2 separate regions of the Mus musculus genome follow, and region 1 is linked to region 2. The links are chromatin contacts, called in public ChIA-PET maps. All regions are on one chromosome and are shown on one strand. Each heading gives the region's core, a stretch centred on a gene start, on an enhancer-like site or on the middle of the called end of the contact. The rest is flanking DNA. Distances are from core to core; before and after follow the strand shown.

Region 1 (6,174 bases), core at 2,304-4,803, 77 kb before region 2:
AGCTTGACTGCAGGAATGACCAGCACTTCTCTATGTGGGGAGTATGTTGAGAAAAGACAGAGTGCTCTTCAGACAGTTCAGTTCTCAGACAAACAGGTTTTAATAGATTATATCAATTTTCAACTTTGTCTCTGAAATACTCTAGATCAGATATTTTTAAAAGAATGAGTCTTGGGATTCAGTCTAGCATTTTCTCTCTGTTTTTGCCACTGACAAACTTTCTCATTTATGTTAAATTATAAATTTGGGGCTGGGGTAAACAGCAAAAGCAAATGTAATTTGTCTGTTTGCTCTTGCCTTACTTACCATCGTCTAGATGTCTGGAAGTTTTCAGCTTTACTACCTGTTGGACTTTCTAAAGCATCTCACAGGACTGGGAGAGCCTCGTATTTCATTCAAACCTTTCCTTCCCCAGGGGCATGAACACTCTCTCCTCTGCTTGCCTACAGGCAATGCTCCACACCCAGGAGAGTTTATGGTCTTTATTTTTTCTTTCACCTGCTTATCTGGTCTCAGCAAAGCTTCCCAGAGTCAGGACCTTATATACATGTCCTCATTAAAACACATCCACAGTCAATACACTGAAGTTTCTATCTTTGGCTTCTACTTAACTTTTCAAATTACTCTGGTGCACAATCCTGTTCCTTTATAAGAACCTATTTGCCACCACTCAAAAGCACAAAGACCAACAGTGAGTGAAGACTTAAATAGTTCACATGGGCTAGGCAGTGGTGGCGCACGCCTTTAATCTCAGCACTTGGGAGGCAGAGGCAGGTGGATTTCTGAGTTCAAGGCCAGCCTGGTCTACACAGTGAGTTCCAGGACAGCCAGGGCTACACAGAGAAACCCTGTCTCAAAACACCAAAACAAACAAACAAACAAACAAAAAATTAGTTCACATGGAGAAGAATGGTGTTTTCTTTCATTTTCTTTTTTAGAAGACATGAGTACATTTCTGAAAATTAAAACAAATAGGTATTTACACCTAATTGACTTTTCAGGAACAAAGTATTTACATTTTATTTTCCATCGAGTCATCGCTGAATTATTTTCATAGAAAGAACATTTTCTTTCCACTCAGGCGCAGGAGACTGTGTTGGGTCCCCCACTCAGGATGAGGAGTTGGTCTATGCAAACAAGCTGTCATTGAGTCTTGGGGCATTAATCATCACAGCACAGACATTGCTCTGCTTCGCTGTGCTAAGCCAAAAAGGAGATGCCTGTGGCTTCACACTCCTCCACGCTCATCTTCTCCCATCTCTTCCTTCTCTCTGAAGGCAGTTTTGGCTGCCACCATAAAATTATCACCAATGCCAAATTTTCAAATGTAAATGGTGTTATGTTTATTTCTGGGAACTTCACATCCCTCACAGTGGTCATTGGGGCATATTTCTACTGGAATTTTGGTTTTAGTTTTGTAGGTATCAAAGTTACTGTCAGAATTAAACAATGCTCATCAAAACTGAAATATGATTAGGTGGACTCGGTTGTTCCTGGAGCCATGAAGGGTTCACAAGTCTGGAGCTGTATCAGCCTCACGTATTCTCTTACCATGTCTTCTATCTGTGTTTTACCTTTTGGTGATTCATGCTGCCGTTAATTTCTGATGTGTACACTGCCATCATTGGTTCTAGCTCTAGCATTCATATATTCATTTAGCAGAGAAGATCAGAGGACTTGAGAGCTAGGGAGAACAAGCAACCATTTGTGGTCACTCTGTTTACAGAGAGCTAAGAATGAAAACCAAGGAAGAGATTTTTGACCCTCAAATAAATAGAATACTAGTGTAAATAGATAGTCAGAGAGCCAACCTATCATGGCAGGAAAACCGTCTGTGCTATGACAATGTAGCATATAAGAAGGTCACTTGAAGGTGGCTTTTGGAAAGAGTAGTCAGGGAACATTCCTTGGAGCAGTTACCTAGAACCAAAAAGAGAAGAATTTAAAACTAAGAGGCATTCTGCTTCTAGGCTCTCCTTTAGTGGTATACGCTGGGATTCCAGAAACTCCCAGATCACAGAACAGATATCCCCCAAAGCAGCCAGGCCATATTTTTGTCAAACACTGGAGAAAGGAACACCTTAAATTTCTATTATCTTGCTGACAATGTGCAGCATTTACAGTCCCCTGGCTGCAGAAAGCTTGCATGATGAGGTGAAGTTAGGACAGGACTTTGGTTATCTCTTGTCACAGAAAAGAAGAGGCACTGTAACATCCCAGTGAACTGAGAGCCTAAAAACTCAAGAGGTGTTTAACCACAATGTAGGCCATGGGGCCTTTATTTCTTGGTTTACTGAAGTGATGCCACACTCAGCGGCCTTCTAGTTGAAGTTGCCTTGAACTGATGACCTATGATTAAATGGTACTTCAAGGATATCAAGGTAGTTGCCTCTCTGTTTCCTGCCGTGTTTTTTTTCTTCCAAATGAGAGGAAAATGACTGGGAAGCCTGGGGTTGATGGTGTATCATACAAATTCTAGGAACAATTTATCTACTGATGAAATTAACTGCTTTCCAAGTATCCCAGGATCCTTGTAGGTGATTTCCCCCCTTCAATAACTTTATATAGAGCTAATTAAGGACTCTTCAAGCCCCTATGCAATCATTCCCCTGTGTCATTGAGAATGTTGAGTGTGTGATTTGCTTGGCCCTCTCCATAGTTGTTATAATTCCCACACACATTCATTTATATTCACTACACAGAGACAGACCAGGGAGATTTTGTTATTAGTAAATCTCTTCGTTTATTTAATATCACCTCCATTTTATACCAAAGGGGGTTTCAGTGGCTAAGCTAATGAAATTCAGAAAGCAATCCCTTGACCACACTCTGCACAATTCCCCTGTCCTCTAGAAAGTTCTCACATGAAAACATTCATTGTTACAGTAATTATGTTACAGCTGAGGAGTTGGTATTGGTTAGAGAATGAAGCAGAGATATATTTGCATGAGATGAAACACTTGGGTCACCAAGCACAAAGTCAAGCCAAGCCACTCCGAGAGGACCAAAATAACACTGCATGTGTTTCTAAGTTACAAGGGTAGGTTACATCAAACAGGAAACAACAGGAGAAGCCGGAGTCACAAAGGAACTTCACTCTTTGAGTACAAGCAGTGCTGTGATGCTACTGACCTGAAATAATGAAACTCAAGTGGCCTTCAGTGATGCAGTTACCATGGTTTCATTCTCATATTGGGGAATGTCCTGGGTAACTCCACTGTTTTCCTCTCCCTTAAACTCCAACATGCCATATTTCTAGATAGGACATTGTTTTGTTTATCTTTAAACAAAATTTATAAGAAGCAGAAGATACTTTGGGTAAGAAAATAAACGGCCCCACTCTGTTTTATAAGTGACCTTTCCCACTCTATAGAATTTGACTGGGGAAAACTACATGTAAAAAGAAATGAGAAGATCTGTGCTCTTTTGACACACTTGAAACTACTGTGTTTTTTTTTAAACTTGGGGAAAGGTAAGTGTTAGGCACACGGCTATTGTAAGCACAGATCTCCTTGGTCTGTGGTTGACCAGTCATCTGTAATACGCAGACAACTTTGTCACACCCAATGAAAACAGTGAAGAAAGGGAAGCAAGCTGGGGAAGTGGGATGGGTGGCTAAGTGTACTGCTCACAGTGGTCTTTTGGCATTTGGAAAATGCAGAAGTTAGCATATTGCTTTCAAAACCATAATTTGTCTCCCTTTGCAAGGACACCTGTGAATGCTTTGGGTTTTTATGTCTTTGATCTAAGGATGCAAAAGGATGCCTTTCTTCCTAAACCAAGTCCATATCATGCCAATAATCTGTACCTCTGGGTTACTTGAGTATTTCTAGTAAAATGTATTGTGTGCTTATTATTGTCTCAAGTATTTCTATAATAATTTAAATTAAATAATACCGGGAAATGTTATTATTTTTATACAGATGTAAATATGGAGGCATACAGAAACAGTATCTCCATTGCATGCTGCCCTAATAGAGAACTTATAGCATTATTCAGTCTTTTCCTTTATCTCACCTCTGTTTATCTCAGTGTCCATGTATCATTTACATTTATTTCTGCTTATGGCTTTCTCAAGGCACTTAAGTTATTTCTTGCCATCTAATAGTCATTTGTAAATATGCCTATCTCCTTGAATTGACCTTAAGTTGTTTGAAGTCTAGAAGATATATATATATATATACACACGCTTCTAGTAATTGTGCTTAGTAAGAAATGAGCTCAAGGCTTAATGGCTTACATAACCAACCATATTCATTTTGTCCACAGATCTGTTTAGCCTGGGCTCAGTGAACATACATTATCTTCACTAAGGAATAGTTGAGGTGGCTCAGAGTCCAAGGCTGCCATTATATAACAGCTCTATTGCTCACATGGTGTACTTGATCTTGTTCTCAGTTAGTACCTCAGGAAGTGCTATGGCTGGTATCTAAATGCTGTATTTCTGTTGAGTACCTAGTTTCATCAGAACACAGTGATTGACATGCAAAGATGTCAGAAAGAAACTTTCTATAGTTTGCCTGTAAATCTTACAATGCTTCGTTACTGTGGGCTTAGCCAGATTTCAGTGGAGAGAATGTCTCAAACCCTACCACATTAGGATGGCAAGAAGAATGGGATATAATGATGGCACTATCTTTGAAATATGTCTTATGACCAAGTAGGCTTTCATCTCAGGCTCATTTCTCCATGCTTTAGACTTTCATTTTTCAGTTTTATCAACAGTACATTTCAATTAATGTCTAGGGAATATAACTATCGAATACAATTTTAAAGGAGGCACCTTTCTGTACTGAGCTGGCTTAAAACAGAAGATGTGTAGCTCTTACAAAAAGCCCTGAGCAGAGTCTAAGATCCCATTAGCGACAACTGGTGGTGCTTGCCAGGAAAGGCACATATAGTTATGTTTTCATCTCAAGACTTCTTGGGGTAATAAAAGGATGTGCTAGATTGAACTTGTAAAGAACACACACCTTTGGAATCTCAATCCATGAGAACATCTATAACCCTTCATACAGAAGCATTCTTAAACTGCCCAGTGCCATCTGATGTTTGAAAGTCTTTATATCAGCAGGAACAGAAAAAGTAGAAAAGATGAACACTAAAAGTGAACATTAGTTTGTGTCGACATTAAAATTGACCTTACTTATCATAGATGCCTCCCAGAGTAGATCATGAAGAACTGCTATCACTCTTGGTCTTCTCACATCAAGAGTAGCTCTCCAATACCAGGTGAGGCTTCCCATTAAAGAGCATCTCCTGGACCAGACTTGCAGCATCAGTTGAGAGTAGGGAAAGTACACAGGTAGATGAAATGGCATAGTCACATACCTATTCCAGTATTCATTTCTGTTTTAGCTTACCTTGTCTTTCTTATCCTTCTGACTTCTTGGCTAAGTTCTTCATCCTCTGTCTCATTGGATCTCCCAGCCTATGCCAATTTTCTCTGCTTTCAGAGATGTTGATACAGTTACATCCTATCACTTAAAATGATAACCTGCACATCAGCCTGGCCCCTGAAAATCTCCCTGCCCACACTTTGTGTGTGTGTGTGTGTGTGTGTGTGTGTGTGTGTGTGTGTGTGTGTGTGTGTAAAACACCATCTCTCTTCCTTCTTAGGAGTCTTAATTTGAACATGTAAACTCCATGGGCTGTTCTCACGTTTCTATTCTGGCTTAAGTTGAGTTAAGACTAGCAATCGGTAAGTACCTGTAATAAGGACTTGAGTCAGATATAAAGCTGAAAAAGAACTTAATATGCTCATGCTTAACTATATTTGGAAAACATCTGTCAGATCAACAAAGACAATGTCATTTTTTTACTTTCCAATGGCTAGGTGTGTGCACACTACAGCCAGGGGTCTGTTTCCTGGTTACTTGTAGGAGAGGTCTGTCATGCAGCATATATTAGTTCTTCACTCAGATGGATTGTCAGAGTACATTTTTCTCCTGGACTTTGTGGCTCTTTTTCTGTTTTGAAGCATTATCTTTGAATACATCTTAAAGGTAAATTTTGCATACACATCCATCCTTCTTTACCTTGTTCCTTCATGGATAATATTCAGCAGTCGAGTATGACTTCATGGTAGTCACTGGAAATTTCTTCAGACACAAAGAAGCAGCAGCTCAAAAGTGAGTGTCGTGACATCATAATGCCATGAGAAGCTTTGAATCT
Region 2 (6,201 bases), core at 1,515-4,014:
CTGTCATGTGCCAAGCCCCAAGTTCAACCCTAAGTACTGAAACAAAGTAACCCAGGAAACTAACCAGCCACACACGGGCAACTACTGTGCACGCTTAGAGAGGGGTGGGCGATGTAGCTTAAATCCGCATCAGGGCAGCTGAGGCAAGACTGGAAGTTCAAGGTTATCCTTAGCTACAAAGTGACCTGGAAGCCAGCCTGAGATATATGAGATTAAATGAAGAAATTAGTGATATCTGGCCATTATAAAAAACTGGGCTGTGCAGGCACAGCTGACATCAACCATCTGCCTGGGCTGTGCACCGGAGGTGCGGCCAGCACTCTCCAACTATCTTTGATGTTTTTGCCCTGATCAAAAATTGACCCATGTGAAACAGGAATACTGGGTAAAGAACAGGAACCACAAGTAAAGGACCCACATGGCACCTGTGCAGGACAGAGATGGCACTGGTGAGAAACCACCTCACATGAAGAGCTCAGCAGGGGCCTGCACAGCAGAAGGGCCAGTCACTGCTCAGTAACAGAAACTACATCAGCAGAAAGCTATGCTGTGCCTGACCAGAGAAAGATGAGGGTCCATGCAACCCAAGCCTGGCTGCTGATCGGCATGAATGGGCTGGTCAGAAGCTTTAGCTCTTAACGTTAGCTAAGCACGATGCGGTCCTCAGGCCAAGAACACGATTCTCTTAAACCCAAAGTCCTCTCTCAAGCCAGAACACCCTCTGCTTTGACAGCAGGCAGCACACAATGCAGTCCTAGGAGACATTTCACTGTTCAATCTCTTACAGTAAAAGCTTACAATTTGCTAGGGGGAGAAAGCAGCCAACCAACCTTTGGCTGTGATGTTCTGGAGTTCCTGACCTCTGGGGACCCCCCTTCCCCCCAGTAGGTGATTCGATGCATTGCCCTGTGTGATCCCAGCACACAAGGACCCCAGTCTCAGGCTGTGAAAGGGAGATGCAGAGGACCTGGCCGTTAGTGGCGGGAGCCACAGCTTACTCTCACACTTACACGGGGTCTCTCAGACACCAGGGGAATGTAGCCTACTGCTTTTCATAAGCTCTCTAGTTACATGAATTGTCATTTAAAAGTTCTTTTCAAGTGGCTGAAAGGGAAAAGGAAAACATCAAGCTTGATGAACTTGGCAGTAGGCGCCTTGCTTTTGAACTTGAATGGCCATATTTGAGTTCCGACCTCTGTTTGAACTAGCACAAGGCAATCTATTACGCTCGCCTCCATGCAGCGGACAGCGGAAGCCATGCAGAAGTGCAGATAATGAACTGCAAGCTCCTTACACACCTTATTCTATGCCACCAGGACAATTCAGCGGCACACCCCAGGAAGAGTTTCTTAAGGTTCTTGAGTTATATCAGGAGACTGCAGATAAACTGGTGACCACGTGGCTCTATGGATAAAATCGAGTTGTCCTGAAACAGAAGTTTTCATTTCCTGAAGACTTTGTTTTTAATCAAGGAGTCTTCGTGGTCCTTTCAAGGTGCTCTCCTCGGTACCCTTCCAGGTGGTTCAGGTCCTCTTTAAATGGGTCATAACCTTGCTCTTTTAGACAGCGGAGAGCCCAGAAAAGCTGGTCTAAGGGAGGGAATTCTTCCCATGGAACCCACTCCCAACTTTCATTCTTTTCAGGCTCCATATTCCTCGGCTCCGAATCATGAGTCATATCCACCTCTCCTTTCATTAATATGGTAACATAATGGTAATTCTCCTTCTCAACAAAAGAATTTACCACAGAGGCAAAGCGCACATTTTTCAGGTGAAGCCCAGCTTCTTCCCAGGTTTCTCTCTGAGCACATTCTTCCCAGGTCTCACCGAATTCCAAATGGCCCCCAGGAAGCTGGAAACTGCCGGCTCCAAACGATCCTTTCCTTTTCCCCAGAAGGACGCAGCGAGGATGCTCGCAGCTCAGCACCACCACGCCGACCCCAACTCCTGGCCGCCGCCTCGGCTCTGCGTTAGCGGCCATAGCATTTGGCTGACCCCGGAGGAGTTAGTTATCTTACAGCTCAGTCTGATAGCTGAGTCACTGCCTAGAACAACTGATAAATCAGTTTACCAATAATATGCCAGCATCCCCAAATTCATTAGTACAATATCTGCCGCATGAAAGCATCTTTAGTGTTCATCAACAGATGAGTTGATTTTTTAAAATCTGGTACTTACGCATGACAGAATATGATTCAGTGCTGAAATGCCCTACTTAGGCCTGGAGTTGTATGGGATCACTGCTTATGGTAAACTTCTCAGGTAAGCAGTGTAAAGAACTCTCCTTGCTTTGCGACACTAACGTGACACTAATCAACACATGATAACCAACTCTCAGGACACCGATGTACAGAGGACAATGAAGAGATGATTGCTCTTTCTTCATGTGCAGGATGACATTTTGTAATTATTTTTTCTTAAATTGTCCAGAAGTTACTTAAATGGGTTGTTGCCTCCCAACTGTATCCCTATTTTAGAGAGAGAAAATGAGGAAGAAAAGAGTTTACCAGAAAATACAGTCTCTTTTTATAAAGAGAGTGCTTTACCATACCAACTGTCATTTGTGTCATGAAAAGAAAAATGAGATTGAAGAAAATACTGATGTTCCTTTTAAGTAAAAAGTATGAAGAACACGGACGATGGCTGTGGCTGAGAGTCTAGTCTCAGTGAGCTGAATTTGAAGAGCTGACTGTCGTTTCCTTCCCACAGCATGCTGCCCGCTTAATCTGCTTATAAACTAGACAGATCCATTGGTTAAGACAGGATGTGGGTATAGAGTCATACATGAAACTGGCTGGCCCAGAGACGAGCTCAGCTGTCCAAGCTTCACCTTTAAGGAAACCCCAGTGTCTCAAATACAGATTTCCGAGCACCAAGCTCCAGAGATGCTGCCCAATAGGCCTCAGTGACAGAGGACCACACCCTCCAAAAGATTTTCCAGAAGACTTAAGATGGAAGGTCAATGTTACAGAGCCCCAGACCTTATCAGGTCTCCAGAGTTTAGTACAGCTTACTCATCATACAGGTATTAGGTACCGTTCAGGCTATAAAACTCAGCATGTAGGCAGCATTGCCTGCCAAAACTAAAACAAAGGCCTAATTCATTCAAGTCCAAATAGTACTGTGCAAGTCTCAAAGTGTTCTAACCTTGTGTTTTGGTTTCCCTAGTTCAACTTTTGGCTAACCGTTCTTGTTAACTCAACTATGCCAACCCAGAACATGGGTTTTGTGCTTAAAAGCTCACCCTGAGAAAGGCTTAGGGCTACCCTGGGATGCCAAACACCCAGTGTGTGATCACCTGGATCTATTGGCCTAAACCCCTGGCCAAACAGTCTTCTTGTCCCACAGTGTTCAAGGAACTATAGTTTGTAACTGGCTGCACACACACACAAAAATGTTAATTTCTTTATGTGCCCCGACATGGATTAAGGGTGAGAGCTGTTGCAGAAAATATTAAAAAACCAATCCATGCTATTCCAGCAAGGCACAGGCAGGCTGGCCAGCCAGGCACTGGAAGGCATGGCCTGCCTATTCTCATCTTGTAGAGACCTGACTCAGAGCTCTGAAATCTTTCTACCCAACTTGCTAAATTCCCACTGACGGGTCACTACCACGCCATCCTCATGCTTCAAAATTCCCATGGCCTTTTGGGGTGTACTTCTGGCAAACCCATGCTTTGTCACATTCTATACCTTTCAATCTGGAACCCAGTAGAGCCACCGTGTGAAGGAAATCACCACACAAATTTAGTTCAGAATCAATGGTAACTCACTTACTGGGCGCACCAACTAGAATCCTAGTCTTATAAGCCATATTAAATCTAAATCCTCCAGTGGAGAATCCTGGCAGATTCACTATCTAAATCAGGGATCACTAGTATCTACATCTTGTCTGCTTGCTGTGCCCATCCAAAAAGCCCCTATCGCTATCCTGCCTCTTCATTTCCTCTTTCCAACCCAGAAGTCCTGCCTACTCACCAGTGATTGGTTTCTTTATTCATTAGAGGAAGGTTCACAAGAAGTCACCTGAGTAAGTGACTCATTCCTTGATCCCGACAACTTCTCCTGGGAAAGAAGAATTAACATCAAAATGCAAACAGCACCAAGGCCATCCACAATAAGAGCTAACACTACTGAGGGAGTAGAAGAAAATGTCAACAACACTAAACATTCCCTTGGGGGGAGGGGGGAAACTTGACTCCTGATCATTGTTGTAGAGTTCTCATGGTGGTTTTGTGGCTTCATTTACAATCTCAGTGTGTGACAGGAACCCTCTGATGGTGGCTGATCAAGACACTGATCTATGGGTACAGCTAAATATCAGTCACTATACATTTCTTAAGCACAGTAATATTATTTGATTTTCCTCTAGTTCCATTGCCTATATGGTCCCAGGTTCTTGGAAACCCAAGCAGTGTTTGGCAGTGGTTGCATTGTATTGAGTGGGCCTTAAATGCAATCAGGTAGTGGTTGGTTATATCCCCAACTTTTGTACCACTATTGCACCTGTGTGTCATATAGTCAGGTCTCAATTGTAATTGAAGTGTTTATAGCTGGGCTGGTATTTACCTTCCAGTAGTGTGAACACTATTCAGTAGGGGTGAAGGCTCTAGGCACCAGCTTGACTTCTCCATTGTCAATGGTATATGTAGGTGATGTCTTCAGCAACAGGAGCTGAAGTTTATCAGTTTGTGGTGAGAAAGAGATAGATTTGGGAATAGCTTGAGTTGTGTGGGGTTTCCATGGAGCTCCTTTGGTTAACAACGCAATATGATGTAATCAGTATTAAAGAACTTAAAGCTGGCTGTGGTGGTGCACACCTTTAATCTTGGCACTCAGGAGGTAGAGACAGGCAAATCCCCGAGTTTGAGACCAGTCTGATGCACAGAGCAAGTTCCAGGACAGCTAAGGCTACAGAGAAACCCTGTCTCAAAAACAAAACAAAATAAGCAAACAAAACAACAAACAAACAAACAAACAACAGAAAAAGAAGCTTCCACTGCACTAAGTTTCTATATGGCCCCTCAGTTGGTCCTCATTTGCTCTCTCCCTATATTTCCTTGTTTACTTTCCTCTTCCCTCCCCTTCTCCTTTTAATCCTATGTTCCCATCTGCCTTCCCCACCTCTCCATAACTATATATCATATTTTCTCTTACATGGGAAATGCCTTTCTCCCCCTGAGTTCCTTGCTCTATACCTAACCTCTGTGGTTATAGGGATTGTAGCAAATACGTGCCATATTTGTCTCTCTTGGGGTCTGGATTATTTCACTCTGGTGTCTTTTTCTAACTCCACCCATTTACCTGAAAATTTTATTTCACTTTGTAAAACACCTAAATAATAATTGTGTTGTGTAAATGGACCACATTTCATTATCCATTCACCTGTTGATAGGTATCTAGGCTGTTTTCAATTTCTTGGTATTGTGAATTGAGCAGCAATGATCATGGTTGAGCAAGTGTCCTTGTAATAGGATAGAGTGTCCTTTGGATATGTGCCAAAGAGTGGTGCAGCTGGGTCTTAAGGTGAATTGATTCCCATATATCTGAGAAACCACTACACTGATTTCCATAGTGGCTGTTCAAGTTTGCACTCCCACCAGCAATGGATACATGTTGTCCACACCCTATATTCTCACCAGTGTGATGTGTCATCTGTTTTATTGAATTTGGCCACTTTGACTTGTACAAGATGAAACCTCAAAGTGGCTTGATTTGCATTTTTCTGATAACTAAGGGTGTTTAACAATTATAAGTGTTTCTCAGCCATTTATGTCTTATCTTTTGAGAACTGTCTGTTTAAATCTGTACTCAATTTTAATTAGGTTATTTGTTTTCTTGATGTCCAGTTTTTTAGTTCAGGACAAAGGGTGGAAGATGGTATTCTAAGCAACAAGACCTAAGATTCCAGTTGGTGTATCCATTTTTATATGTGACAAAATAGACTTCATAAAAAAAAAAAACTAATCAGAAGGAAGGAAGGAGATTATATAGACATCAGTGAAAAAATACACTGAAGCTATTAAAATTCTAAACATTTATGCAGCAAGCACAACAGAACCCAAATTCATAAAAGAAACACTGCTACAACTAATACCACATATTGCCCCTTTCTGCCTTGCTTTATGCCTCTACATAAGACTTCAAGCACTGCAATTACTAAGAGTCAGAAACTAAACTCCCTTGTCTATTAGATTTTTTAG

What was found. ChIA-PET counts read pairs in DNA pulled down with a chosen protein or histone mark.
Region 1: a contact with region 2 is called in an RNA polymerase II ChIA-PET map of memory CD8 T cells, with 73 read pairs. The contact joins two enhancer-like sites. A contact is called at or near these places in 4 of 39 promoter capture datasets (the C10 cell line, HPC-7-derived erythroid cells, neutrophils and 1 more), 1 of 484 Hi-C or Micro-C datasets (the HPC-7 cell line), 2 of 115 datasets of contacts at active chromatin or transcription factors (CD8 T cells and memory CD8 T cells) and 2 of 9 other capture datasets (adipose tissue and liver).

What each region holds. Positions count from the first base shown.
Region 1 is chr2:58,181,265-58,187,438 of GRCm38.p6, reverse strand. It overlaps a transcript of Cytip not described here. Among named protein-coding and RNA genes, the nearest start is that of Gm13546, 20 kb to the right of the region's middle. Within about 2 kb of position 3,553, at least 74 of the 459 cell types and tissues checked have an H3K27ac peak or open chromatin away from gene starts, as enhancers often do. A contact at or near this core is called in CD8 T cells and memory CD8 T cells, where this site is marked.
Region 2 is chr2:58,103,839-58,110,039 of GRCm38.p6, reverse strand. It overlaps the pseudogene Gm13534. Among named protein-coding and RNA genes, the nearest start is that of Cytip, 53 kb to the left of the region's middle. Within about 2 kb of position 2,764, at least 26 of the 459 cell types and tissues checked have an H3K27ac peak or open chromatin away from gene starts, as enhancers often do. A contact at or near this core is called in CD8 T cells and memory CD8 T cells, where this site is marked.